Linked DNA regions of Rattus norvegicus: all the other regions are linked to region 1. The links are chromatin contacts, called in public Hi-C maps. All regions are on one chromosome and are shown on one strand. Each heading gives the region's core, a stretch centred on a gene start, on an enhancer-like site or on the middle of the called end of the contact. The rest is flanking DNA. Distances are from core to core; before and after follow the strand shown. Region 1 overlaps Ninj2 (ninjurin 2). Region 2 holds the start of Wnk1 (WNK lysine deficient protein kinase 1). Region 3 overlaps Ninj2 (ninjurin 2).

What was found. Hi-C and Micro-C count contacts between places; a contact is called where the count stands out from the background.
Region 2: a Hi-C map of liver shows a contact between it and region 1, with 7 times the contacts expected there. The contact joins the promoter of Wnk1 here to the enhancer-like site in region 1. A contact is called at or near these places in 3 of 12 Hi-C or Micro-C datasets (the A7r5 cell line, the Rat2 cell line and liver).
Region 3: a contact with region 1 is called in a Hi-C map of liver, with 1.8 times the contacts expected there. The contact joins two enhancer-like sites. A contact is called at or near these places in 3 of 12 Hi-C or Micro-C datasets (the Rat2 cell line, kidney and liver).

The regions. Positions count from the first base shown.
Region 1 is chr4:154,997,623-155,001,844 of GRCr8, forward strand. All of the region lies in intron 1 of Ninj2 (ninjurin 2), which reads left to right. Among named protein-coding and RNA genes, the nearest start is that of Ninj2, 21 kb to the left of the region's middle. Within about 2 kb of position 2,044, at least 42 of the 93 cell types and tissues checked have an H3K27ac peak or open chromatin away from gene starts, as enhancers often do. A contact at or near this core is called in the A7r5 cell line and liver, where this site is marked.
Region 2 is chr4:154,923,651-154,927,872 of GRCr8, forward strand. Wnk1 (WNK lysine deficient protein kinase 1) reads right to left here and starts at 2,497. Exons shown (of 28, transcript NM_001002823.2): 1 at 1,574-2,497. The coding sequence starts at 2,332.
Region 3 is chr4:155,069,318-155,073,539 of GRCr8, forward strand. All of the region lies in intron 1 of Ninj2 (ninjurin 2), which reads left to right. Among named protein-coding and RNA genes, the nearest start is that of Trnaa-agc80, 70 kb to the right of the region's middle. Within about 2 kb of position 2,489, at least 40 of the 93 cell types and tissues checked have an H3K27ac peak or open chromatin away from gene starts, as enhancers often do. A contact at or near this core is called in liver, where this site is marked.

The DNA.
Region 1 (4,222 bases), core at 794-3,293:
GTCAGCTGACTGCAGCCATCGGGGAGCACTCCCTGGCTGCCTAGCCGAGAGCTCCAGAGCAGACTGGTTCCTCCACTCCTCCAGAGCCAGGCTGAAGGTCTCCAGCCCTTGCACAGCAAACTCTGGAGCTCAGCCCTGCTTGCAGGGCCCAGCAGAGTTGTTTCAGTTCCTTTTTTCGCAGAAGAGGAGTTCTTGGTTTCCTGCTGAGTTTCCCCCCAAGGCTTCCCTTCTGTTACAGCTACCGCAGTCACCTCAGAGTGACAGCTACCGCTTTTCGAAGGCCCGATGTTTTGCTGTTGAGATGTTGCTTTGCTTGGTTTTGTTTTTCTTCTGGTCAGAGTAAATCCATTTTATAGATGAGAACATTTAAAAGTTGAGAGAAGTTCATTTGCTCACGGCCATGCGAGCTTGTATGGAGAATACAAGACAAGCTCGAAAGGCATAACGGATGCTGCCAGACCGCTGGGTGAGGCCTATGCAGGACCATTTTGAAGCATGTTAGGACATTTTCTATATCAGCAATACTAGGGCAGTGTTTAAGAATTCTGCTAGAATTTACCAAGAAAGTCAAAAGTGTGTGTGAAATTCTCACCTGACTTCTGAGAGGAGCATCCAAGTTTGGGGCTTATCTCTTTTCCCACCCTTTCTGCCTGGTATAGAGAATACAAAACTAAGCTATAGTTCAGAACCTCTGCACCCAGAACCTTGCTATAAACCCATACAACCTGAAGACGTTGGGTGGTCGTGTGAGGGGCAAGAAAGCTTTTGTACATTTGCAAGGCAAAAAATGTGGGTTTTACTGAGATTCCAGCTCGTGGCTGGTTTTTATTATTTGAAAATCAGTACAAGCAGACTGTCAAATAATTTTATCTCATAAGCATGACTAGATAAGAGAAAGATCTACAGACTACCTGTAGGACCTGTCTCTAAAGTAGAGTGTACAGACTGAGGAAGGGCTAACCCCACCTTCTAACCAGCAGCTCCTTTCTTCAGGACTAGAGCTGAAAGCACTCTGCAATGTGGGAACCACGGGGGAAGAAGAAGAGTGTGCTAACGCAAGTAAGACAACTAAAATGGGGACTTTACAAACTGAAATGTTGCTTGATTCTAGAATTGAAAGTCAAACCAAAGGGGGAAAACTGGCTAAGGGTATAGTTGAGTAGTAGGGCCAGGCTTACGTCTGTGTGAAAACCCAGGCCCTATTCCCAACACTAAACAGAACACACCCCTTAAAAAGAAACCACTAAGGGACTGAGAGATGGATGGCTCAGCAGTTAAGAGCACTTGTTATTCTTGCAGAGGACCTGGGTTCGATTCCCAGCACCCACACGGTGGCTCTTAACCACCTGTAACTCTAGTTCTAGGGAATATCATGGATACTTCTAGTTACCAGGCACGCACATGATACACAAACTTGCAAGCAGGCAAAATACTCAAAGGGAGTCAGCAAGAAAGAAGGAAAGAAAGAGAGGAAGGAAGGAAGGAAGGAAGGAAGGAAAGAAAGAAAGAAAGAAAGAAAGAAAGAAAGAAAGAAAGAAAGAAAGAACGAGCTAAAAAGAAAACGGAGTCACCAGGCACCCAGACCGCACTGGAGACACAAGGTTTCAGGTCTTGCAAGGGAGGAAGGAAATAGTGGAAAAATTACACTTTTTTTTTTAGTCAAAAGTCCTGATTTCTCCTATTTTTGTTTAAAGTGTCAATTTATCTGAGCATGATGGGTGCACATGCTTGTAATCCCAGCCAACATCCCAAGGACAGAGATAAGCAGATTCCTGAGACTTCCAGGTCAAGCCTGGTCTATATAGCCAGTTCCAGGGCAGGGATGCATAGAGATCCTGTCTCAAAAAACACACACAAGCACACAGACCAAGAGTCAGTTTCCATATTAACAGAGCAAGGACTTGAAGTGATGAGTTTCTAAGCTGTCGCCCAACTTGGAAACTCCTGCGCCTACAATGATATTTTCATTAAATGGCACTCTGCTCCTCCAGCTCAAAAACACGTTAATCATCTGACTAACTGCTCAGATTTCCTGCTTTATGAGATCATCGTTGCCTGTTCCAAGTGCTTTTGGCTGCCAGAGAGCAAACATTCCGCTTGTGGACTGGAAACGCATTTCACTGTGACAATAGATCTGGCAGGTTGAGGGCTGCTAATTTAATCCAAAACAGTGCTGAGCTGGGGTCATCTCCACCAGGCTTTCCTGGATCTCAGACAAGAGAGTTTCCTACTTTACTTTCTGACTGCTGCAAACTTGATCCTTAAGGGTTTTGCCAAGGCAGAACCGGGGTCCTAGAAACTTCATACCGCAGACTCCCGGCTCTCTTAGGCCTCTCTCCTCCAGGGTACTGTCACTCTTGTCTACTAAGCGGTGGTTCTTAGTGGCTTGGAGTTGGAGATCTATGTATATCGTATGACTAAGGTCTCAATAAATGGTCATGTTCTGTCAGTCACAAACCACACATAGTGTCCAGAATGCATCAATAGCTCCTTACAGGTACTTCAAACTTTGAAACTCACAGAAAGAACCAGGGGTGTGTGTGTGTGTGTGTGTGTGTGTGACTGCATGTGTGTGTGTGTCTGCATGTGTGTGAGTGTGTGTTTGTGTATGCGTGTGAGTGCATGTGTGTCTATGTATATATCTATGTGTGTATCTGTGTGTGTGTCTGTGTGTGTTTGCATTTGTGAGTGTGTGTGTCTGTGTGTGAGTGTGTATGCATGTGTGAGTGTGTGTGTGTGAGAGAGAGAGAGGAGAGAGGGTCTGTGTGTGTGTTTGTGTAAGTGTGTCTGAATATAAGTATGTATGCATGTGTGAGAGTGTAAATTTGTGTATGATTGTATGAATGTGTGTGTCTATGTGAATATGTTGTGAGTGCATGTGTGTCTGTGTGTGTTTGCATTTGTGAGTGCGTGTGTCTGTGTGTGTGAGTGTGTGTATGTGTGTGAGTAGGTCTGTGTGTGTGTGAGTATGTCTGTGTAAGTGTGTCTGTGTGAGTATGAGTGTGTGTTCCTGTGTGAGTGTGTGTGTTTGTGTATGCTTATATGAATGTGTGTGTCTGTGTGAGTATGTGTGTGAGTGCATATGTTTGTGTATGCTTGTGTGAATGTGTGTGTCTGTGTGAGTATGTGTGTGAGAGCATGTGTGTCTGTGTATCTTTCCAGAAAATTCTCACATAGTACTCCGAGTACTCTAATGAAGGTGCATACACAATGTACGAACAGGGATGACATTGGGAAGGGTTGGAGTCTCCAATTGCCTTCAGAAGTGTGGTTAAAGACAAAGGCTCTGGCGCTGAACTGCCTGGGTTTGAATCCTGGACCCGTCTCTTTTTTGCTGGGCTGTCTGCTCTTGGGGAAATTACTTACCCTGTCTGTGCCTTATTTTCTTAGAAGACAGTTGTAAAGGTTAAATGGGTTCTTTCAGGGAGGACACCAGAGGCAATATCTGTCCGGGTAAATGCTATGAGGGTGTGACAGTTGTCATGGCAGGCCTTATGCTAACTGCCTAGGATGTATCATTTATTCTCCTAGGAAAAAAGGAAACAAAAATTTACTGAATTCTACACTAGCTCACAACAAATGACGGTGACTGAGAATCTATGAAGAAACAGAAGACTGATGTCAGATAGGGCCTTTTTTTGTTCATTTCCTTCTTTGTAAAAAGGTTTTGTGCTGTGCTTAATTGTGTGTGATGTTTCTCCTCCCCCTCTCCCTCCTCCTCCCCCTCTTCCTCCTCCTCCTTCTTTTCCTTTTCCTTTTAGAGACAGGATCTCATGTAGCCCAGGCTGACTTAATCTTGCTATGTATCTAAGGAAGACTGTGAACTCGTGATACCTGCTTCCTTCTGGTATCCCCAACCCCTGCCACACCTGATTTTATGTGGTACCAGAGGACCGAACCCAGGGCTTCATCCATGTTAAGCAAAACTTCTAGGGGCTGGGGATTTAGCTCAGTGGTAGAGCGCTTACCTAGGAAGCGCAAGGCCCTGGGTTCGGTCCCCAGCTCCGGAAAAAAAGAACAAAAAAAAAAAAAAAAAAAAAAAAAAAAACTTCTAGCAACTGAGCTACATCCTCAGTTTCAGCCCCTACTTTTTTTTCCCTAAACACAATACTGTGAGTTAGAAACGCCCATGCAGGGCTGGAGAGATGGCTCAGTGGTTAAGAGCACCAACTGCTCTTCCAGAGGTCCTGAGTTCAATTCCCAGCAACCACATGGTGGCTCA
Region 2 (4,222 bases), core at 1,247-3,746, 74 kb before region 1:
AAAGGAAATTTCAAGCATATAGGAAAGTAGAGGGGAAAGCTTAATCGACTACCTTGCACTGAACAATCATGTGCTAATAATTGTTGAAGCTGGGAAATTACTAGCTACATTCCCCTCGCCTTTATTAGATATTTAGAAGCAAATGCCTAACATTTCACATTTCATATGGCCTTGGGTCATCTGGAAATCAAGTTGTTTGTTTATTAGTTCTTAGGTAAATCAAGTTCTGAGATTACTTCAGTTACTTTCCAATCCTATTTCAGTTTGGTTCATTTTCTTGACAAGAAATGATGTAGCTGAAATTCTGCTTCCACCACTAAAGTTCATTTCTGGATTCAAACAAACCAATATTTACACAGATGCTTTATAATAACAACTGTTTGTTGCTATAATAAATCAAGCAAATAGTCCAAACTAATCTATTTAAGTCTAGAATATACCTGCACTTTATTTATAACCTGGAATTTTCCCTGAGATAAAAAAAAAAAAAAAAAAAAAAAAAAAGCACTGTAATCCTTCAGACTTTCGGGAAGTTTCATTTAAAAATCTTTTATATCCCTAGCATAGTGGCATGAAGTTTATAATCCTAGCATTCTGGAGGGTGAGGCTGAGGGATCAACAAGTTCAGGACAGTCTGGGCTATACTTTAGGACACCGTCACAATAATCTTTCATAACAATATTACAATAATGATGGTACTGTCACAACTTTCAAAGCACTTATACAATTCTGCATGGACTTTTACTACTCAGTATGGACTGAATAGGACCAAGAACAGACACTCTAATGAAGTGTCAGATCACAGCTAGCCACATGGCTTAAGCACCTGTAGGTAGGTGCATACTGTACCCTCCTACTCTGAAAGCACTTATCCTTAAAGGGAAAGAAAAGAGAGTTTTGATGGTTTTAAGGCAATGTCTTACTATGCAGTCCAGAATGGCCTTGAACTTGAAGTTCTCCTGCCTCAGCCTCTACAGTAGTAGAGATTTTCAGGCATGCCCTGTCACATCTAGAAAGCATTTCTGTCTTATTATCTACTAAATGTCTATGCTGCTATCAAGTACAGGGTCTGGTCTAACAACCCGATCTTAGAGATGGACACACACAAGGCAGTTCATTATTGCAGAGACTTAAATGAGACTGACGTGCACAGGAACAAAAAGATTTGATATTTACTTAACACAAAAAATGTTCCCAAAGGCTGAGGATATATATAGCTCAGTGGGAAAGCACTTGTCCAGGCCCCACTTGTTCAATCCCCAGCACAAGGAGGGAAACCCTTTTCCAATAATTCCATGTTTCCTGGCAGACATTAAACACACAAGTTTGTACTTAAATGACGTTTTATCCCCTGCCTGATAACAATCCCTCGACACCAATAGTTCCTATCGTTTTCCAAACACCTAACTACAGGCTCCACAATCTCCCAATTTCCACCTCTTCGGATGCTGGCCTCCCCCGCCCTCCTCTCAGAGTCACAGAATTACAAGTAAAGAGTGAACTCGACAAACTGGCTTAACCGAGTCAAATTTGGGATCCAAACAACAGAATAAGAAGGGAGGTGGGGCATTACCTGCAATTCACACCAGGCGACTTCCACAGTGGTTTCGGTGTCCAGACCTTTGTAGACCGTCTTAAAGGAGCCTCTGCCGATTTCGATGTCAAATTTGAGAAAGCGACCGTCATTGGACATTCCCACTGCCTTGGTCTCCAGCTCTTCGATATCATCCTGTTGCTGGTTCCTTTCCTCCTGCGGCTCTTTGGCACTGGCACCACCGCTGCCACTTCCACTTCTGGACGGCGGCGGCTCCTCTTTGCTACCCACGAGGCTGGGCTGGGACACCGGGCGGTCTTTGCTGGTACTGCTGGGGACGGTCGCGGTGGCCGAGCCTACAACGGCTTGTTCCCCAGGGGAGGCAGCAGCCGAGGGTTGCTGAGACACCTGGGAAGCAACGGTGGCCGTCAAAGTTTCCTCTCTGTGAGGCTCGGGTGGAGCACTCTGAGGCACCACTGCGGGTACACTAGGTTGAGGGATAGAGAGAGGGAGGCCCGGCAGCTCCAACGCCGTGGCATTGGAGTCGCAGATGACGCTTCGGCGGAAAAATCGGTGCTCCGTGGGGGTAGTGGTGGCGGCCGCCCCACGACTGTCCTTGTCCATAGTGTGCCGGCGGCGCCGGTATTCCTCTGTCCTGCCAATTCCGGAGTCGGCGACCGCGGCCCCCAGTTTCTCGCCCACGGAAGAATCGGAGCTTGAGCCATTCTTGGGGACTGGAGCCGGAGGCGAAAGGAAGCCAGGAGTGCCGCTCTGCTTCTCTGCGGTGCCGTCAGACATGGTTGGTCCGGTGGAGTGAAGAATGCGGGCTCGGATTTATGAATGAAAAGGGAAAAGGGTGGCCCGGAGAAGCCACCAAGAAGTGCTGGGCAGCGCTCCTACGGCGGGCTCGGAGCCACCGGACGACTCCCACTCAGCACTGACAAGGCGCCCCGAGGGCGACGCGGGACACTGAGTCCGGCTGCGGCGGCTGCTGGCACCGAGGCTGCTGCGGCTCACGGAGCGGGCTCGTCGGCGAGCGAGGAGGGAGCGGAGCCACGGGGGTTAGCGCCGCACAGTCCGCATCCATCCTGCAGCCAGCGGAGGCCGGTAGGGCTGTGGCAGCAGAAGCGCCGCAGTCATGAGGAGCAGGGCGCGGAATTGGCTCCCAGGCGAGCGGATGCGACGAAAGTGAAGACGGCTAAGCTCCCGCCGCAGCCGCCGCCGCCGCCGCCCGCCGAGCACGGCGGGATAGGCCCTGAGGGCGGAGGCACAGCGCGCGAGGGACGAGCCCCGACGCCGGGCGGTGGCAGCCCGGGGCACAGGAGTGGGAGGGGCCGCGCAGGGGAAGGAGGGCCGAGGCCCGGGTTCCCGGTCTCTCGGCCGCCGCCTCAGGCAGCACGCGCCCCGAAGAGGGGACCAGTCTCAGAGGGCGCCCATCACTAGATGCTGAGGGCGGAAGCCTCGAAGCCTCGAAGCCTGAGGAGCGGCCCCCCCCGTCCCCGAGGCCTCCCCGCCCGCCCCGGGCCTGGCGAACCTCTTCCCCTCTCTGGACGGCGCCGGGGGCAGAGGAGGGAGGGAACTGTGGGGAGGGGAGGGCCGCTCACCGCGGGGCCCGGGCTCCGCTACTTCTCTGACCAGGAGGAGAGGAGACCGAAAGAACTGGGAGGAGGGGGAAAGGGAGAGAAGAGAGCAGTCACCCCACTAGGAGCCTTCTGTCAGCGAAGAAGGGAGTACGGGATGGCCGAGCAGAAGAAACGCGTCCGCCCGGGAAACTCTCCGCTTTAAATGGCGCCGATGTCTGAAGCCTCCACACAGCCCGCTTGGACCCCGCCCCCCGCCGCCCGGGGCGGCCCCGCCCACATCGCGCTCGGGGGCTCTCGCGCAGGCGTGCGGAGCTCGAGACACGATGGGATTTGTAGTTTCTGAGTGAAAACCGTGAAATGGGCCTAGGAGGAACGCGCCTACTACTTCCGTGATGCCCTGCGATTGCTCTAGCCTGGTGCCTCCTGGGAATTGTAGTTTCTTTTTTGAAAACCGCCCCTTCTGAAAGCCTGATGGGAGCGTCATCCTGGGTCGCTCAATTCCATTCCAAACTCAGTACTCCCTATCAAAATCATTATTTAAGAATCAATCGCAAAAGAAGAGAAGAAAGGAGAGAAAAAAGAAAAGAGAGAATGAGAGACTTCCGTCATGCTCTACTTAGACAGCTCATAAAGCTGCCATGGATTGAAAAATGATCTGTTGTTCGTCTTTAATGGAGAGCCTCCTTAGTGTTGAGTGATTAGAGGTGTGGGAGTGAAGAAGAAGGTAAAGCTGGATAGAGCCTGAGTTCGAAGAGTTCCGGGAAACTTTGTGAAGAGTACACATAAGATCACTGTTGATTAGATGGGTTAGGGAAGACAAAATATATTCCATCCTTCTCTTCACAACAACTAAAGCCACATGCTCATCTCCAGTTTCCAAACAAGTACTTTGGCTGCAAAGATGGGCTGCCTACTAAATAAAACCCAGGATCAGAGCGGACCTCTTTGCTTTGCCAGAAACTTAACGGGAACCAGAGTTGTGGGGGGCGGGGAGAGGCGGGTGACAGGCAAAGGAGGAGGTCGAGTTCGAAAGTAGTCTACGTCTTTGATCTTTGATTACAAATTTGAGAGGACATAGTTGACTTTCGCCTCTATATTTGAGTAA
Region 3 (4,222 bases), core at 1,239-3,738, 72 kb after region 1:
GGCCTGCTTCCCCTCCTTCCTCCTTCTCCATTGATGCCGATAATCAAACCCAAGGCCTCATGAATTCTACAAGGCAAACATCCCACAAGGGAGCTTAAGGCCCAGCTACACACAACAAGCGGGGCAGATGTTCTCATCTCACAGCAGAAGAAGCTGAGGTCGACCAGTTCTCCCAGATGCTTCTGTTCCCTTTTAACATTTTGAATCTGAGGTTTGCCTTGGAGTCAAATTCAGGTCTCTGCCCATAGCAGTGCAGGGGTTGGGGACACAGGCCCGGAAGATTCAGGAAAGTCTGGAGCAAGCTTCCTTGGGGCTGAGGGCTAGACTATCAGATTGCCTTCCTTCATCTCACAGTAGTCATCTTTAGGGTTCTTCGTTTTGTTTCTTTCCCAGGTTGTCCTTGCCTTCCTCCTGTCTCGGCCTCCTGAGTGCTGGGATCCCACCATGTGTTGTTCATATGTTCATCATTGGATCCTAAGCATGTTTTAGCTTCTGGGGTAGGGGAGGGGTTAACATACAGACTCCAATACAGAAAGAAGGACACACTCTGCTGTGGTTTTGGGTGAGTTCCTCAGGCTCTTTGCATTCTGCTGCAATGGTAATGCTCTCATCTACTTTGCAGGGCTAAGTGAGGACTAAGCTGACTCATGTCCTGTATTTAACGCTGTGCCAGATGCCAGAAATGTCCTCCATAGCCATGAGCTACATGGTTCCAGCATGTCGGAACTACATAACCACACGATATATTGGGCCTACATGACTCCAGCATGTCGGAGCTACACGGCCACACAGTATATTGGGCCTCCATGGTTCCAGTGTAGGCATGTATGCAACAGAGTGGGGCAAGTCCATCACCTTCCCAAGCTGGACTCTGATAGGGCAGCTGAACATCCCAACCCCTACTTAAAACCCATTAGTAGAATAGTTTTCCTGAGGTTAACATTTAAACAACCACTCTAGGCTGGACCCACCCTTTCCTGGGGTGAGAAATCAGCCTCCGGAAGCCTGGGACTCACCACCAATTTTCCAGATGCTCTTGGAATTCCTAGGTAGACTACTTCTCTGAGGCCAACTGAAAGGTCATCATTTGACCTACTCTGTGTATAGCCTGGGTTTGAGCTGACACACAGAAGGACTGCCTGCATGGCTTTTCTCAAAATTGACAGGAGTGACTCATCCAAAGGTCACCAGTGCCTGGGGCTGCATGGGGCAAAGTGATTCACTGTCTCTAGCCTGGCCTGGCCCCACAGCTGCCTGGCCTTAATTCCTCTCAGCGGATATTCTCAAGCCTGAGATGCTCCACCCAGAGGAGGGCGACTCCTCATTCTTAGATGTCTCTGCTAAAAAGAACTCAGCTCCGAACTTGCACAGACATGGACAGGGTAGGGAGAGCTGGCCTGCTTACACACCAGCTTGACAGATCAGGCAAGGGACCAGGTCTCCACCTTCAGCTGGGCTCTGGGTCTTTTGGAGCCTCTTGATAGAACAATTTTATCCAACTTCCACGACACACACACACACACACACACACACACACACACACACTCACACCATGAGACAGCATCCCTGTAATCTCATTTCTAAGAAAAAGCAGAATGAGCTGGTGGACATCACGGTCCCTGATAACCAGAATGTCAATAGACAACGTGACAATGTGTTTACTTTTCTGTTGAAAGAGCCAGTCAGTCCCTTCCTGTTCACTTGAATTGTGTAAAGAAGTGAAATTACAGACAACAAAGATGGACTAAATTAAAGAGCTAACTTGAAGGGATGGAATCCCCAGTCTTGGGGTTGGGTGGGGCCTGGCAAGGGGGCTAAAGGAATTGTAAATTGGAATGGGGGAGGTGAGGCAAGAGGAGGGAATTGGGTCTTTGATTAGGTAGGGGTCGACCCCTACCTAAGCACCCCAATCATAAAACGTACATGCTTTAGTCCTGGAGGCACTCTGGGCCCCAGAATGGACTTCTGGCATTACCCCCTATTCCCTTGGCATCACCCCCCTCAGCTCACACCAACTACAGCTGCCTTCAGGTTCCTAGGCATCCCTGACTGGCAGGATTCCTGGACCCCAGCCTTGGACTCAGTGTCCCTCTGTTATTGAGTGAGTGTATAGAACGAAGGAGAGTAGGCCCTGAGTAAGACTCTGAGAGATGACCATTGTGAGATAGATCTCACAATCTTGGATTCTGCTTTTACTTCTAGGGAAGAAGACTCACTCTGCCTCCCCACAGCTCAACTCCTCCAGAGGCCTGAGTTTTCCTCCTGTTGTATAGATATAGAACTGAGCACCCACATTCTGGGTAGAACTGAGCCCCAAAGCCAGGAGCCCAAGCTCATGAACCTCCTCCCTAGAGGGATTTGAGCTGGCTAGGAGCTTCCAGCTACCTGGTACAAGCTTTGTAGACAGGCCCTGGATGCTGTCCCTTGGCCCATGGGAAAGGCCAAGGCAAGTAGGATTCTGACTCCCTGAAACAGGAATGACTCATGCTAAATGGCTCTGCTCCCTGATCCAGCCCACATTCCCGGGCCTTTGTTCTGACCCGCCAGGGCTCTGGCCTTAAAGGGCCAGATCTTCCAAGGCACCACCCTGCCGCCATCCCATGTCCCTCACTTAGCCAGATCCCTGATGGGTGGAGTTTCTAGTAGGCTTGTGGCTAGGGAGAAGGATGCTATAGGGCAGACTTTAGGGCAGTACGTGGTTCTCAATCTGAGAGTTGAGACCCCTCTATTGGAAAACATAGATATCTACATTATGATTCACAACAATAGCAAAAATGGCAGCCATAAGTAGCACTGAAAATTACTTTATGGTTGGGGATCATCACGATATGAACAACTTGTGTTAAAGGGTCAAGGCATTGGGAAGGTTGAGAAGCATGGGTTTAGGAGAACAGCTGATTCCATCCTCAGGCCCAGCAGGTCTTGGGGGTGGAGAGTTTGGGAGATAGAGATGGTAGGGGGTAGGGAATCTTTTTCTCACTTGCAAAGATCCAAAGAGGGGACCCTCTTCAAAGCAATTTCCTCCAGAGTCTCACAGCACCTCCCACTGAGACACCTTCCTCCCACGTTGCAGGTCTATAGCCTTCCCGGCCTGGAGATCCCTTCGTCATCCCTCTCTGACCCAGCTTCCTGTTTCTTTGCTTTGTTTTGGTATCATTCTGTGTGGCCAAGAATGGCCTTAAATTCAAAATTCTCCTGTCTCAGTCTCCCGTACGTTGATATTTCTGGCAATACCACCAGGTTCAGCTAGCACTGCTTTCTTTAGCTGTCCCTTAACAGTTGTGTCTGGCAGGTTCTAGGCCATCCACCTGTGTGCTCAGACTCAGGTCTTCAGGTTCCACAATTCTGTCCTGCCATGTGGTGGTGGGGCACTTCCTAGGGGCTGAAATATCACTGAGTATCCAAGCAGCTTCTTTGAACCTCATACGCCACCCTGTGGACGCAGGAAAACTGGCCTTCAGGAGAGAAGCTCAGCTAAGCGCAAAATGAAAGCAAGACCTGAGTTCAGAGAGGCCTACACCTTCTAAACCCACATCCTCTGTAAAACGGGCTCTTAAAGCAACAGCAAGAAAAGGTAGAGAGGCTGGAGGTGGAGCCCAGTGGCAGAATGCATGGTGTGCATGTGTGAAAGCCTGGTAACACACACACACACACACACACACACACACACACACACACACACACAGATACACACATAGGCAAACATGAGAGAGACTAAAATTGAGATTATAACACTTTTTTTTCTTTTCTTTTTTTCGGAGCTGGGGACCGAACCCAGGGCCTTGCGCTTGCTAGGCAAGCGCTCTACCACTGAGCTAAATCCCCAACCCCAACACTTTTTTTTAATATCTATTTGGAAGGATCTGTTTCCCAGCTTCTCACCCCTTCCAGTACTCGTTAATCTTCCTAGGCCCACCGACAGTCAATGTTAAACACCTGGCCAGAGGTTTGAATTAAGGCTCACTGCTCCCCTGAAAGTTTTTAGAGGTGGACCAGTCTCAGCTGCTTCTGGAAGGAGAAGCAAGGTCCTGAAGGATGGTGAGGGGCTTGAGAGGGGATGGAAAACAGCTCACAGAGGGTGGGCGGCCTGGTGTGTTGGGGGTGGGAGGGGCAGCCCATAGGAAAATGTTATCATTGGTGTTCTTAGAGTGACTCAGAGCAGTCCTTTGTCAAATGAGTCCTTGTGTCCCATGTAACTATTGGCCTTTGTGGGGTTAGCTGG